Linked DNA regions of Sus scrofa: regions 1 and 2 are each linked to region 3. The links are chromatin contacts, called in public Hi-C maps. All regions are on one chromosome and are shown on one strand. The core of a region is the stretch at or near the end of the contact, and the rest is flanking DNA. Distances in the headings are between cores, read along the strand shown.

Region 1 (4,631 bases), core at 2,111-4,610, 94 kb before region 3:
CCTGTCCTCGCTCAGTAGGTTAAGGATCCGGCGTTGCTGTGGCTGTGGTGTAGGCCAGTAGCAACAGCTTCGATTAGACCCCTAGCCTGGGAACCTCAACGAGCCACAGGTGCGGTCCTAAAAAGACAAAAAGAAAAAACAAAAAAAAGAAATAACTCTTTCCCCTCCCCAAGGCACTGAAAGATCAATATGGAAATCATCAAAACACAGAAGGCTGAAGTTTTCAAAGAATTCAAAATATAGAAGGGATTTGAGATATGGAAAGAATACAAGATGTAGAAGGATCTGAGATTCTGGAGAACATATAAGAAAATTCAAGACACAGGAAGGCAGCCTTCAAAAGTTCACTGGCCACCCTTGTCTTCAGGATATGCTTGCTAACATAGCACAGGAGCATCTTGAATTTTTATTTATGAATTTATTATTTTGTCTTTTGGGAATGCATCCACGATACATGGAAGTTCCCAGGCTAGGAGTCAAATCGGAGCTGTACTCATTGGCCTACGCCACAGCCACACTGGATCTAAACCGTGCCTTTGACCTACATCACACGGTTCATGACAAGGCCAGATCCTTAACCCACTGAGTGAGGCCGGGGATGGAACCCTTGTCCTCAAGGATACTAGTCTGGTTTGTTATCACTGAACCATGAGGGGAACTCCCTTGAAATTTCAGGCTACTGCAGAAGCAGATACTGAGTAGGAGTTGGTGTAATCTGTCTTCCAATAAGACAGTGTTTAAAAATCTTCAAGTCTTCTAGTTACCTCAGAAACTCAGGCTTCTGTGAAGAGAAACCATACCTGGGAACATTATAAATCCTTTTTATTATAGAAGGCAAGACCTCTCTGGATAAGTTCTCAAGCCTCTTGCAATTGGCTACCCTTACCTTGTTGGAGTAGTTCCATCCCTTCTCCAGGTGAGCAGAAATCCCCAGATGCCATCTGCGTTTCTTGGGATTCTTATCTGTGGAACGGAGTAAAAGAAAACAAAAAAATAAACTGTCTGGCTGCTCCAGAGAGAAAACTACCTTGGGTTAAAATTTCCATTATCAACAAGCCTGGGAGGAGGAACCCTCTTTCAGAGGGGGACAATATCATACATCCTGGGTCCTGTCTGAAAAGAGGCCTCCTTGGGAGGGACAATATCATACATCCTGGGTCCTGTCTGAAAAGAGGCCTCCTTGGGAAAGACAAGTTTCCAATTCATTAGTTTAAACAGGAGGGTGGAAATTCCCACTGCAGCACAGCAGAAACAAATCTGACTAGTATCCCTGAGGACTCGGGTTCCATCCCTGGCCTCACTCAGTTGGGGATCCCAGGTTGCTGTGGCTGTGGTGTAGGCCAGCAGCTGTAACTCCAATTTGACCCCTAGCCTGGGAACCTCCATATGCCAGTTGCAGGCCTAAAAAGCAAAATAAAATAAACAGGAGGGTGCTCCCCTGCCCCACCATTATGTCTAAGGTTAAAACTCAGCCGTTGCGTTCTCGTTTTGAGTGAATTGGGAAATGTGGAAAAGGAAAAAAGTCCATTTTTCTCCAGTCAAATAACTCAGCTATCAGATTCCTCAATAGTTTCTAACACTTCTTTAACCTGTGCTTTCATCTGAGATTTGTCAGTAGTTTTTGATCATTAACTCTAGAAACATCCTTCAGCAGTGACAAATCATTCCACACCTGAACAAAAACAACTGGTTTTCACATAACAGCGTTGGTAAAGAGCACCTGGAGGAAAATACAGGACAGGAAGACTGACAGGGAGGTCAGTGCCAAAAGGAGTAAGGCACAGATGAATTAATAATGCGGCTGAGGAGTTCCCGTCGTGGCGCAGTGGTTAACGAATCCGACTAGGAACCCTGAGGTTGCGGGTTCCCTCCCTGTCCTTATTCAGTGGGTTAACGATCCGGCATTGCCGTGAGCTGTGGTGTAGGTTGCAGACGCGGCTCGGATGCCGCGTTGCTGTGGCTCTGGCGTAGGCCGGTGGCCACAGCTCCGATTCGACCCCTAGCCCGGGAACCTCCATATGCCGCGGGAGCAGCCCAAAGAAATAGCAAAAAGACAAAAAAATAATAATAATAATGCGGCTGAGCCTGGCCAGGTGGACATGCGCTGTTGGCGTTTTGCCAGAACACGGAGAACACTGAAAAGAGTGACATCAACACAAAGGGGCAGTAAAGATGGTCAGAGGGTGGACCCCTGAGGCAAAATTCTTCCCTTGACATGACTCCCCCCACCTTTTTTTGGCTCCACCCCGCCTCTCTGTAAAGTATCAAATCCCAAAGGGCAGCTGAGCCTCCCAAAGCAGAACAGACACAGGTTATTATGATTTAACACTTCATGTTCACAGAACATTTGGTTTACTCCCTCGTTTTATGAGTAACATCAAAGTAAGGACTCATTTGTTTTGTAACATGGTCCAGAGGGGGACGCAGTTGAGGAGGCAGAACTCTAGGACTTAATTTGCAGCTCAGCTGTTGCTTCTGTGTGAATTTAAGGGAAATGCTTTTTTTGTGCCAAATTTTCCCCACCTGCAAAACTGAGATAACGATTCCTGCCTTGGATGAGACATTAAGAATTAATAACAATCGACTTGTCAACAAAAGCCACTACTTAGTTAAGCTCAGTGTTTTAGCAATTCTGTTTATCACGGATCTAAGCCTGCAAGTAAATTTTGCAGGCAAACTTCATCCACGGAAATGAGGACCAACTCAAATTTCAAAAACGCTAGCTGTTCTTCCCTCCCTAGGGGAACTGCCCACTTGGGGTTTTTTAGGGTACTTTTCTTTACCCTTTTAAAGTGTTACAGGGCGGGAACGGTGGCGGCAATCAGGCTCCATTCTCCACCCTTTGCACTCAGACGTGTGAAAACGCTGCTGCAAGGACCTAAGCATTTAAATGTTCTGACTCAGGCGTCTTTTAAATTCTTAGAGCTGTCTTTACACGCTGCACTGAACGTTAAATTGATTTTACAGGTATTTTCACAAGATGTGACCCTTAAAGGGCCCGAGATGAATCAAAATGCGGAGCGGGCTCTCTGGCGCCTACTTTTCTTCCGTCTGGGCGGCCAAGGATTCCCAAGGGCGAGCGCGGTCTCGGTGGCGGGAGACTGCGGACTGGCTGGATTGACCCTCCTAGCGTTCCTCCTCCCCGCAGCGCCGCCCGCTGACCCTCCGAGGCAAACCTGCACAGCATGCGGCAGCTGAAGCTCCAGAGGCGATGCCGAGGGGGCTGGAGTGGGCAGGCCAGTGGTGGCAACACCAGCCCCCCGCCCACGCCCGGGGTCCGGAACCTCTCCCTGCGGCCCAGCGCAGAGGCTAGGAGCTAGGCACCGGAGAACCTCGCGGGACCGTCGGGGGCGGGGATAATGCCGAAAGCGCGTCGGAGGGGCGGGGCCACGCTCTAGGCGGGAACGGCAGGCTCCGCCCCTCGCCGGGCGTGCAACCCCTTAGACCCCAACAGCCTGTGACCAGTTTTGAAGCAAGACGTCTTTGCTTCTTCTCCGGGTACCGTCCCCATGTCGAGGGCAAACGCTGAGAAGCTGGTAATAATTGCTAGCTCTTATTGAGGGCCCACGATGAGTCAGACACTATGTCAAGCCTTTGACTTGCCTCGCCTCGCCCCGCCCCCGTTTAGTTCTTAACAGCGTCTATGAGAAAGTCACTATCATACCCATTTTACAGAGGGGAAAACTAAGGCGCAAAGAGGTTAGGAGGCATGTTCAAGGTCGCAGCTGGCAGAATGTAAACCTGACCCAAGGGCCCTCTGAATTTTCCCAGACCGGCCGCCCATTCCAAGCCTGCCTGCAGGTCTCTTGCTCAAGTGCTGCCAGCCCTTCTACTTGGGCGGGCTTCCTCTCCAATTTCTTCCCTCATGCTTCTCCTCTGCCCTCTCCTTTACGTCTCTTTCATTAAAAATGTCTTTTTAAAAAATATATGGAGTTCCCGTCGCGGCTCAGTGGTTAACGAATCCAACTAGGAACCACGAGGTTGCCGGTTCAATCCCTGGCCTTGCTCAGCGGGTTAAGGATCCAGCATTGCCGTGAGCTGTGGTGTAGGTTGTAGACGCGGCTCGGATCCCGCGTTGCTGTGGCTCTGGCGTAGGCGGGCAGCTACAGCTCCAATTAGACCCCTAGCCTGGGAACCTCCATATGCTGCGGGAGCCACCCAAGAAATGGCAAGAAAAAAAAAAAAGTCAGTATAGACGTTTATTGTTTGCTTAACAAGAAGTGCAGAAGTGGGGGTCCTAAGCCTTTTTAGTAGCAACCTGGTATCAAAGTTGTTTGCAGGTCTCTTTGCAATCCCCTCGTGGTCACAAAGTGGCTTCAGAAGTCCCAGAAGTACATGATCTCAACAGCATCCCAAACAGGCAGTAAGAAGAAGAGCCTTCTTCTATGACAGGGAAGAAAGTCTTTCCTGGAAGCACCCAGCAGGCTTGCCCATACCTCTCATTGGCCTGACTGGGTCACCTGCCCACCTCTAGACCAATGAGCAGGATGTCTTCCATTTGGCCCCCCAGATCCACATCTGCTCTTCAACACCCTATGTGGAAAGGAAGGACTACCTAGGAAGTTTAGAGTTCTCATGTTCCCTGACTGGGTTCAGCCAATGGGGGAATCTCAGCAGGAGGTGGGAAGGAG
Region 2 (4,520 bases), core at 1,344-3,843, 71 kb before region 3:
TCTCCCTATTTATATTTCTAGCCACAGAGTTCTAGAACATGGGGCCCAGGGCAGGAACATGGATGGTGAGAAAGGTGAGAAGATGATGCGAACACTTTAGAGACCCACTGCCCTGGGGGTGAGGCCTCTACTTCCTGTACTTCCTGTCACAATCAGATTAGCTGGTTGTTTTAATATAGTGATGTGGTACTTGTGGGTCTTGGCTGAAAGATGGTTCAAGATCCCACTGCCTCCAGCCTCCCTCCATAGCTGAGACATATGATCAATTAATACTTCTGGAAGGTAACTGCGTGGGGGCGAAAGGTAGCGGTCAAGTTTCTTTAGCAGCAGGAAGTAAGGGGCTACTTCGTGCCTGAATTCTGAGCGGGTTATGGCCAGATGCGAAGGCCAGGTTATTTCTGGCAATTTTACACATTCGTCAACCATCCACGGGTGATGCTGTCCGGGTGGCCAAGACTTCTGCCCTGACTTCCGGAGGATGGGGAAAATAGAATCTGAAGCCACCAGCTCTTAAATGCCCACGCAGGCACCCGGCCAGCAGGTCCAGCAGGTCCGGGGCCGGTCAGCAGTAGGGTCCCTGCTTTTCGTCCCAGGGCTTTCATTCTTTCCTCGGGCTCCATATCCCCGACCGCGGCAGCCACAGCTCCGCGCGTGTTAGGAGGCAGCTCCCCCACCCCCTGCACCTCACCTCCGCCCTGCGCCGCGCGACCGGCCCCGCCCGCGGGCACCTGGAGCGCCCGGGCAGGAGCCGGCACGCACGCTGCCCGCCCGCCCCGCCCCCCACCCGCGCATTCCCCGAATTCCTGCGGGCGGAGCCTGGGCCCGGGTGGGGGCGCGGCGCGCAGGAGCCTGCAGGGGCACCACCGCCGAGGGGGTAGCAAGATGGGGGATGCTCTCACGGCCCCACTTGGTCCCCTCCCTACGAGGCCTCCTACCGAGAAAAACCCAGGCTCTAAAGCTTGAGGAACTGGAGATCACACAGGGAGGGGGTGAATTTAGCAGGAATAGGGTGCCTGTGGTCCATCTGAAACCCAGTGGGAAGGGAATTCTTCTCTTGCCTCTTTCCTAGCCCTGAGTCTCTGCCTCCGACCTCCTGGCGCAGGCAGTTTTGGCCGTCGGGGCAGAGGGGAACCAAATGCGGTGACGGGTCCCTCCCCGTCCCTCACCACTTCTCTCACTCACCAAAGTAGTCTTCTCTGGACTCCGGCTCCCGTATCCGGGTCCGGGCAGCCTCCTGAACGAACGCACCCGGCGGCTCCTCAAGACCCGACGGCTCAATTCCCGAGGGTTCCCCGCGGGCGCCGGCTTCTCGCCCACCTGTGCCCCCTGTCAGGCGCAGCAACGCTGTTAGCTCATCCTGGTATCGGGCGCCAGCGGCGCAGTCCCCGTAGCCAGTCACCGAGTGTCGTCCGGGTTGCGCCCCTCGTCTCTCCAAGGGCCCAGCCGCTCCTACTCCAGCTCCGGCAAGAGCTCCCGGGCTGCCCAGGGCCGGGGGATATGAGTGGCGGCTTTCCTGGCAGCCGAATCCGGCCGGCCGATGAGCGCACAGTCGGTCCAGGGCAGCGTGGAGCTCGGGGTAGGCGGACGGCACCCCTCCGGAGGAATAGCCTGCCGGAACCCCAGCCAGGGGTGGGCCAAACAGGCAAGGCCCGGCAGGCAGAGGACTGCCGTGGCGCTGGTCATAGCCCATGCTGATGCCGCTGGTACGATTGCTGCAGGGTCGGCTACCTCCGGCTCCACCAGCCCCCGCCCCGTCCAGCAGCAGACTGCCCCGGGGGCTGGACGGCTTGCTCGCGTCGCTGGCTGAGCTACTGGCAAAACTGGAGCGGGGGCTTAGGGCTGGGGCCGTGGTCTCCAGCCGAAAGTCAGGGGGCAATGACTGAGGTAGAGGCAAGGCCCGGGTGGGAGGTGGCACCCCGGGAAAGGAGGCTTCGTAGCGCTGCGCCTCAAAGGAGCCGCGGGGGTTCCGCTCAGCATCCAGGGGGCCTTGCTCCCGGGCTGGCTCCAACGGCTCATCCCCAAGTCCCCCAGTAGCTCCACGGGGCCCTGATTTCCTAGGTCCCCCTAATCCGCTCTGACGCCCCTTTCCCGGCCCGGGGGTCCCATCAGACCCAGACCGGCTAGATTCACCCTTTCTGCGGCCGAACTTGGCGCTGCCGGAGTCCGAGAGTCTTAACTTCTCTAGCAGGCGACTGGCTTTCTCCCCTAATCGCTCCATGCCCTCGGGCCTGGGGACTCCAGCCCCCTCCCCGCCCGGCACCCTGCAGCGTCTCGGTGGCCGCTTCTCTCTCCCTGCGGCTGGACTCGGGTTCCCCGGGGGCACAGGATAGGCACCGGGATTTAGCGGGTGGCCTGGATGCCCCGCGCCAAGAATCCCGCAGCATCCCCCAGCGACAGGGGTTGCGTCCCCCCGCGCATCAGGGGTTAAGCAAGGCTAGAAGGGCCGACGGCCGTGGCTGTGCCTTCCGCAGGTCTATCTGTTCACGAGCCGACTCACCCGGCAGCCCCACTCTCCCCGGCCCCCGCCCCCCTCGCTCTCACACTCAGCACGGACCCAACTTCTCTCCCAAACTTTTGTCTGCCTGGCCGGATCTACTTTCCTGGAGGGGCGGGGCGCTGAGTGCGAAAGAAACAGGGGTGTCGGCGCAGGAATCTGGTGCGCCGGAGGAGGGGAGAGCGGGTGCTGGTGCCAACTGTCCTGGAACTGGAGATCCGCCGACTGACGGCTAAAAAAGGGCGAGGGGCAGTTTGGGCAATAGCTACTACACCACTCAAGAATTGGGACAGGAAAAAGTGGGGGAGGGGAGGGGAACTCTTTGTTTGTAGTTGGAATGCGCGGAGGGGCACCGTGGAATGTCGCGGCCCGGGACCCGGCGACGCGAGGCTTGTTCTGCGCAAACACCGTGACTTTGTTCCTAGTATGAGGACTGCTGGAGAGATGAGGAGGGACTGATACAGAAATAGTGAGACAGGGAGAGAAAAGAAATGTAGATACACAGAGAGGTTCAGAGCGAGGAAGCCCTTATAGAGAGGTTGTGGAAGACAGGTATGGAAAGAAAGAGAGCAGACCAAAGGGGATCGATCGCGGGTGTTGCAGAGACCGAAGGCTGAATAGGCCAAGAAAAAGACAAATTTGTGCGAATCCAGAGAGAATGAGAGACAAACAGATAAGCTGCAATGCAAAGACAACTTTCTGAATCCAAAACTCTGCAGTTGGAGGGAGGGAGTTTTAGAGTGTGTGTGTGAAAGGAGAGAGAAAAAGGCTTGGGACTAATCTCTACCTTCAGGGTAGGGCTGATAGAGGGATCGATAGACACCCCCTGGTGTTGGGAAATGAGATTTTTAGCAACTATTTCTGGTGACTGGGGATAGAAGGCCTGGTTTTTAGGGGTAGCAAAGGCCTCGCCCTTGGTTGGCCCACAGGAGATTGGTGATAAAGAGTAAGTATCAACTTAAGCGGAAGAAAAAATATGTTCTTTAGAAGAGATAGCAAGTGAAAATGATCAAGGTGGAAAAGCAAAAGAGGCCAATCCTGGCCATACTAGGAGGCTCAAGAATAAGGAAAAGAGGAAGCCCTGGCTGAAGCTGAACATACCTGATTAAATATCAGCCAATGGATTTTGCCCAGACCAGCACATCAGGGGCATGGGGTAGGGTGTGGGGGAAAATGGAGAGGGAAAATAACTCCTTTGCATTTGGATAGTAAATTAGTATGAAAATTATATGCAAACAAATCATGCATATTATTTTCACTTCAACATTCTGAACACCTTTTACAATCTTAGTGTGGCCTTAGGGAAAGGGGAAGGAAAGGAGGTTAATATCTTTGGGGAAATTAATTTGGCACAAACTGTTTGGCTTCTCTGCCCTAGCTGCATTGTCTCCCTGCCCTCATCTCTCCTGAGAATCAGCCTCTTTCCCTGGTCAGGGCTACAGCATCTCTCTGATCCAGAGGAGAGTTTACTCTTAGGGTGGAAGCAAGGAGGACTGAAAGCATTAGTAACCCAGGGGAGCTCTCAGGTTGCATCCAGAACCTGCTGTTGCGTGCCATCTTCAGAATCAGCCATAAGCTTCTCCCTCCTTTCCTGTCTCCCCATGGGGAAGGAGAACCTGGATGCTTCCTTCCAATTACCTACATTTTCTAACATTTGGGAGCTTTGCTCCTTTGGCGTTAGAATGGGAGAGTAAATCTTATGAAAAGTTGAGATGCCATTAAAGGAGGCCCATCCGGGAGCTGGTAGTGGCAGTAGTAGGCACAGTTGGGATCAAGAACTTGGGTGTTCAGGGGATGACAGGAAGCAGACACAAGTGAAAGGGGGACACTCTGATAGGGCAGGTGCCAGCAGTGCTCATGACCTCGGGGTAACCACTCTATAGGCTGAACTAGAGCCAGGAGCTCCACAGGCCCTATTCTCCCTCCCCAGGACTTTAGGCTCTATATACACAGATGACTCCTCAGTCCGTATCTCTAGCCTAGACTCTCTTGGACTTAAAAACTCAGCTGACGACTAGCACCTCTA
Region 3 (4,157 bases), core at 1,210-3,709:
CCACCCAGAGGGACGGGTGGCGAGTCTGGGAGTGGTTAGCCAGGTCCTCTGGCTCTCCCCTGGTACCCAGGCCTGCAGGGAAACTTCTACCAGGAGGTGAATGTCACCTGCAGTCAAGGAGGCTCATCCTCAGGTGAGAACAGCCTGTTGCTGGGCCCCTTCCCCGAGGCCCGCCCAGCCTGGCCGGCACCCCTGCTCACCTGATTGGACTGGCTGGGGAGTCCAGGTCAGAGGCTGACACCTGGCCCACCAGGGTCCCGGGAGCCTTGTTTTCGGGCACCGACAGGTGGTAGGCAGCCTGGGAGAAGGCAGGTGGCTCTGGGGCGTCCTGCACAGCCACGCGCACTGAGGCCACGTCCTTGAAGGGCCCTCGCCGCAGATAGGCTGGGTCGATGAGCGTGTTGGTGGCCTCCACACGGAAGGAGTAGGAGCGACGGTTCTCGAAGTCCAGGGGCTGTGGGGAGGGAGATGGAGTGACTGCGGCAGATGGAGACCAGGGAGGAGGGCACCAGAGGGGTGGTAGCCTTGGTGGGCAGAACTCTAGGTCTGCCCCCAGTTCCATCACAGACTTGCTCTATGCAAAGTCTTCAACCAGTCACTTCCCCATGAAGTGCCCCAGGCCCTCATCTGAAGGATGAGGAGGTGACCATGATCTCCAAGCTCCAACACAGGGATCCTGAGTCTGTTCTAGACCAGTTAGAGGCATGACCCCTGGGGCAGGAGGCAGTTATGAGTGGGTCTGTGGCATGAGACAGGAGGCTAACCTTGCGGACAGTGAGGAGCCCATCTCGACCCTGGGAGTCTGTGCTGATGCTGAAGGCCTCGGACCCCTCCCCGTCCAGGATGCTGTATGCCATGAGGGCGTTGTCCCCCAGGTCTGGGTCCTGGGCCTGCAGCCGGCCCACCAGGGTGCCCGGCCCAGCGGTCTCCACCACGGAGAACTGGTACAGGCCTTGGGGAGGATGGAGGGAGACGATCTTAGAGAGGTCTCCAGCCCTCCTCCCTCTCCCGGCATGTCCTTCTCCCAGGCCTGGCTCGGGAGGGGTGGGAGGGCAGATTTCTCAAGAGGCTGCAAGGGGTGGGGTGCTTAAAAGATGGCTCAGGCGACAGCACTGGCCCCTTACTCTGCGGGAACTTGGGGGGGTTGTCGTTGACATCGCTGAGGGTGACCGTCACCGTAGTGCTGCCCGACAGCCCCCCCATGTGGCCACCCATGTCCTTGGCCTGAATCACCACCAAGAACTCCTCCTGCGTCTCACGGTCCATGTTGGGGATGGCGGTCCGCACCACTCCTAGGGAGAGATGATGGATCAGAGGGTGCCTGGTCCCAAGGCAGCCCCACCCGGCTCCTGAGCTCTAGCCTCACCAGTCTGGGGGTCCACAGAGAAGAAAGGTAGTCCATCCAGCACGGTGTACACCAGCTTGGCGCTGTTCCCGTAGCTGGGGTCATCAGCATCATGAGCAGTCACCTGGATCACTGAAGTCCCTGTGGGGGATCCCGGCACCCCACTCAGCAGGGGCAGAGCCAAGTAGGGAAGAACAGCAGACGATCAGGACCCAGACATGAGTGGGGCTGAACTGAGGGAGGTGGCTTCCGGGGCAGAAAGGGGTGGGGGAGGGAGAGGTGAGGGAGGGCGCTCTAGGAGGTGGGATCCACGATGTCCGGACTCGGGATACTCACCGACGTTGGACATCTCGGGCACTGTGGCGTGGTATGGCCCGAGGGGAAAGATGGGTGGATTGTCATTAATGTCTTGCACCTTGATGATGAACTCTGATGGGGGCTCCAGGGGGCGGTTGGAGGCTCGGTCCACAGCTTGGGCCAGTAGCACATACTGGGCCTTCTCCTCCCGGTCCAGGCTCTTGGTGACATGGATATTGCCTGTGGCCTCATCGATCACAAATACGGTGCCTGCCCCCTCTCCCGTCAGCAGGTACTTGGTGCGGCCCTCACCCCTGTCCACGTCCGAGTGCAGCTGTACGGGTCAGGGAAAGATGGCAGCGGGTTCCAAGCGCAGGGACAGAAAGTTAAAGAGTCTAAGTCTGGGCCTCGGTGGAGTGTTGGGAGTTCTGAGGGACCAAGGTCATTGCAGAAGTGAAGTTGCAGGGCAGAGCCTTGAGAGTCAGGGTAGACATGGGAGGCTTGATCCTTACCTTGCCAATAAGGACGGGCTCTGGTCCAGCATATTCCTCAATGACAAAGAATTGGTTCCACACCCAGCTCCTTCGGGTCCGAAGCAGTGCTGGTCCTGGGCCTCCCCGGGACCCTGCCCAAGCCCGGGCTGGGGCTGCCAGGCGCCCCATGCAGCCCCAGCCACCCAGCCAGGCCAGCAGGAGCCTCACCAGGCCCCACATGTTTGGGCACCAGCCAGGGCTCTGTTCACTGCCCCTGGGTGTTAAGGCATGAGCTGCCTGGGGCAGAGGGGCAGATGCTTTGGGACTACCCCATGGATCCACACCTGCAGGAGAGGTAGCTGTTCAGGGTCAAGGAAACCCTTAACCCTCCCCCCTCCAAAGTTAGATGCTCAAGATCAGACCTCCGAGGAACCAGAAACACCAGTGACCAGAAACCAGACTAAGACAGAAAGCAGTCTGATCTTTCCCTCCACCCAGGCTCTGCCTGTATTCACCTCCAGCCCTCCAAGCTGATAAATCTCCGGCCAGTCAAGTGAGTAGAGAAGCTTGGGGAGAAAATAGGAGAGGGTATGCTGGGAGGGCTGGGAACCTCAAATCTGGCTCCTGTTCTCCCAGGGTGGGCATGCAGCTGGGGGCTGGAGGAAATGGGGGCTACCAGGGAAAGGGCTTAAAATAAAGGGATCTGGACTCCTGGAGGTGTGATCTGAGGGTGCCTAGGGTCAGGGTGAGAGGACAAGGAGTGCAGCCTCAAACAGGGTTGAAAGCCTGTGAAAGTCCCTCCTCCACAGAGAACCCCGCCTCTCCAGAAACTGACCCTAACACACTGCTAGCTGAAGTCCTTGAAGGGAGACCTGGACTCATGAGGCATTGTAGGGGCCAGAGCTGGAAGAAGAGGGGTGGCAGAGGCCAGGAGACCGGGGAGGGGGAGCAGAGGCAGACCCAGAGGCTAGAGACACAGCGTGATTGAGGTTGAGACCAAGACTCAGGGACTGGCTGCAGAGACAGAGACAGAATGGCAGCAAGAGACAGAAGGAAAGAGACCCAAGGTGGCAGCCTGGGTGTCTGAAAAGCAGAGAGGAGTCATATGGGTACCAGGCTAGAGAATGGGTGGCTGAGAGGGCAGAGGGGCTTTCAGTATGTGTGATGGACAGGAAGGGGCAGCTTCAGCTGAGGGGGTTAGACCAGGCCACCCTGGAGGAGAACTTCATTCTGGGAGAGGGGGCAGCCAGGAGGGGCTGTGGGATGGAAGCTAGAGAGAGGACCCTTCCCACCACTGTCTTCTCCCTCTCCTCCTAGGGGGTCCCCCCAGGTGGCTGTGGCTGCGCCTCTCCTCCCCCAGAGCAGACACACACCTGACAGTCCTTTCCTTCCCGAGGGAAGAGGGAAGCCGGAGGCGAGCCGGCGACCGGAGAGGGAGGCGGGACGAGGAGGGAGAAGGAAAGGGAGAGAGGAGTGGGAAATAGGAGAGTGGGAAAGGGAAGGGGAGAGGAGAGAGAAGGAACAGGGGAAGGAAAGGAGAGCGGGAAAAGGAAGAGACGGGAAAGGAGAGAGAGGTGGAGGAAGAAAACAGCAAAGAGGAAGAGGAGATGGAGCAAGACAGGGTAAGAAGGAGAGAGAAGGGTTGGGGAGACAGAGGGAAGGGGCAGAGAAGGCAAACAGGCAGAGAGAAGGCTGGGTGAAGAGAGATCGAGGGAGAGGAAAATGGTTAAAAGAGGGAGAGAGGTGCGAGGGAAGAAGGGAAAGCTGGAGAGCGCGGGAGAAGGGAGCCGGCAGTGGGCTCCCAGCCGCGGAGCGCACCGCTCACCGCTCTGAAGATACCCGCAGGCTGCGGGCCCCCTGCTGCCCCTGCGCGAATTCCCGACCGCGGGCTCCGGAGCAGAAGCCCTTACCTGGCAGTGCCGAGGGGCCCAGCCCGGCGGGGACGGTCTCCGCCGGCCCCAGCCGCCGGGTCCCAGGGGGGCACAGCCCCGAGCCGATCCGAGCGGGCGCCGCGGCTCCGCTGCAGGTCTGAGCGGCCCCGG

The links. Hi-C and Micro-C count contacts between places; a contact is called where the count stands out from the background.
Region 1: a Hi-C map of embryonic fibroblasts shows a contact between it and region 3, with 3 times the contacts expected there. The contact joins the promoter of HAUS4 here to the promoter of CDH24 in region 3. A contact is called at or near these places in 6 of 47 Hi-C or Micro-C datasets (adipose tissue, alveolar macrophages, blood and 3 more) and 1 of 2 datasets of contacts at active chromatin or transcription factors (skeletal muscle).
Region 2: a contact with region 3 is called in a Hi-C map of alveolar macrophages, with 6 times the contacts expected there. The contact joins the promoter of AJUBA here to the promoter of CDH24 in region 3. A contact is called at or near these places in 5 of 5 promoter capture datasets (fetal liver, fetal skeletal muscle, liver and 1 more), 34 of 47 Hi-C or Micro-C datasets (adipose tissue, alveolar macrophages, blood and 17 more) and 2 of 2 datasets of contacts at active chromatin or transcription factors (alveolar macrophages and skeletal muscle).

Annotation. Positions count from the first base shown.
Region 1 is chr7:76,084,509-76,089,139 of Sscrofa11.1, reverse strand. HAUS4 (HAUS augmin like complex subunit 4) reads right to left here and starts at 3,360. Exons shown (of 9, transcript NM_001244156.1): 1 at 3,177-3,360; 2 at 887-963. The coding sequence starts at 941.
Region 2 is chr7:76,061,082-76,065,601 of Sscrofa11.1, reverse strand. It overlaps AJUBA (LIM domain-containing protein ajuba), which reads right to left and starts at 2,593. Exons shown (of 8, transcript XM_021099246.1): 1 at 1,183-2,593. The coding sequence starts at 2,218. It overlaps C7H14orf93, which reads right to left. Exons shown (of 7, transcript XM_021099247.1): 7 at 3,725-4,520.
Region 3 is chr7:75,990,207-75,994,363 of Sscrofa11.1, reverse strand. It overlaps CDH24 (cadherin 24), which reads right to left and starts at 2,459. Exons shown (of 12, transcript NM_001243615.2): 1 at 2,155-2,459; 2 at 1,682-1,976; 3 at 1,367-1,486; 4 at 1,125-1,292; 5 at 765-952; 6 at 201-454. The coding sequence starts at 2,355.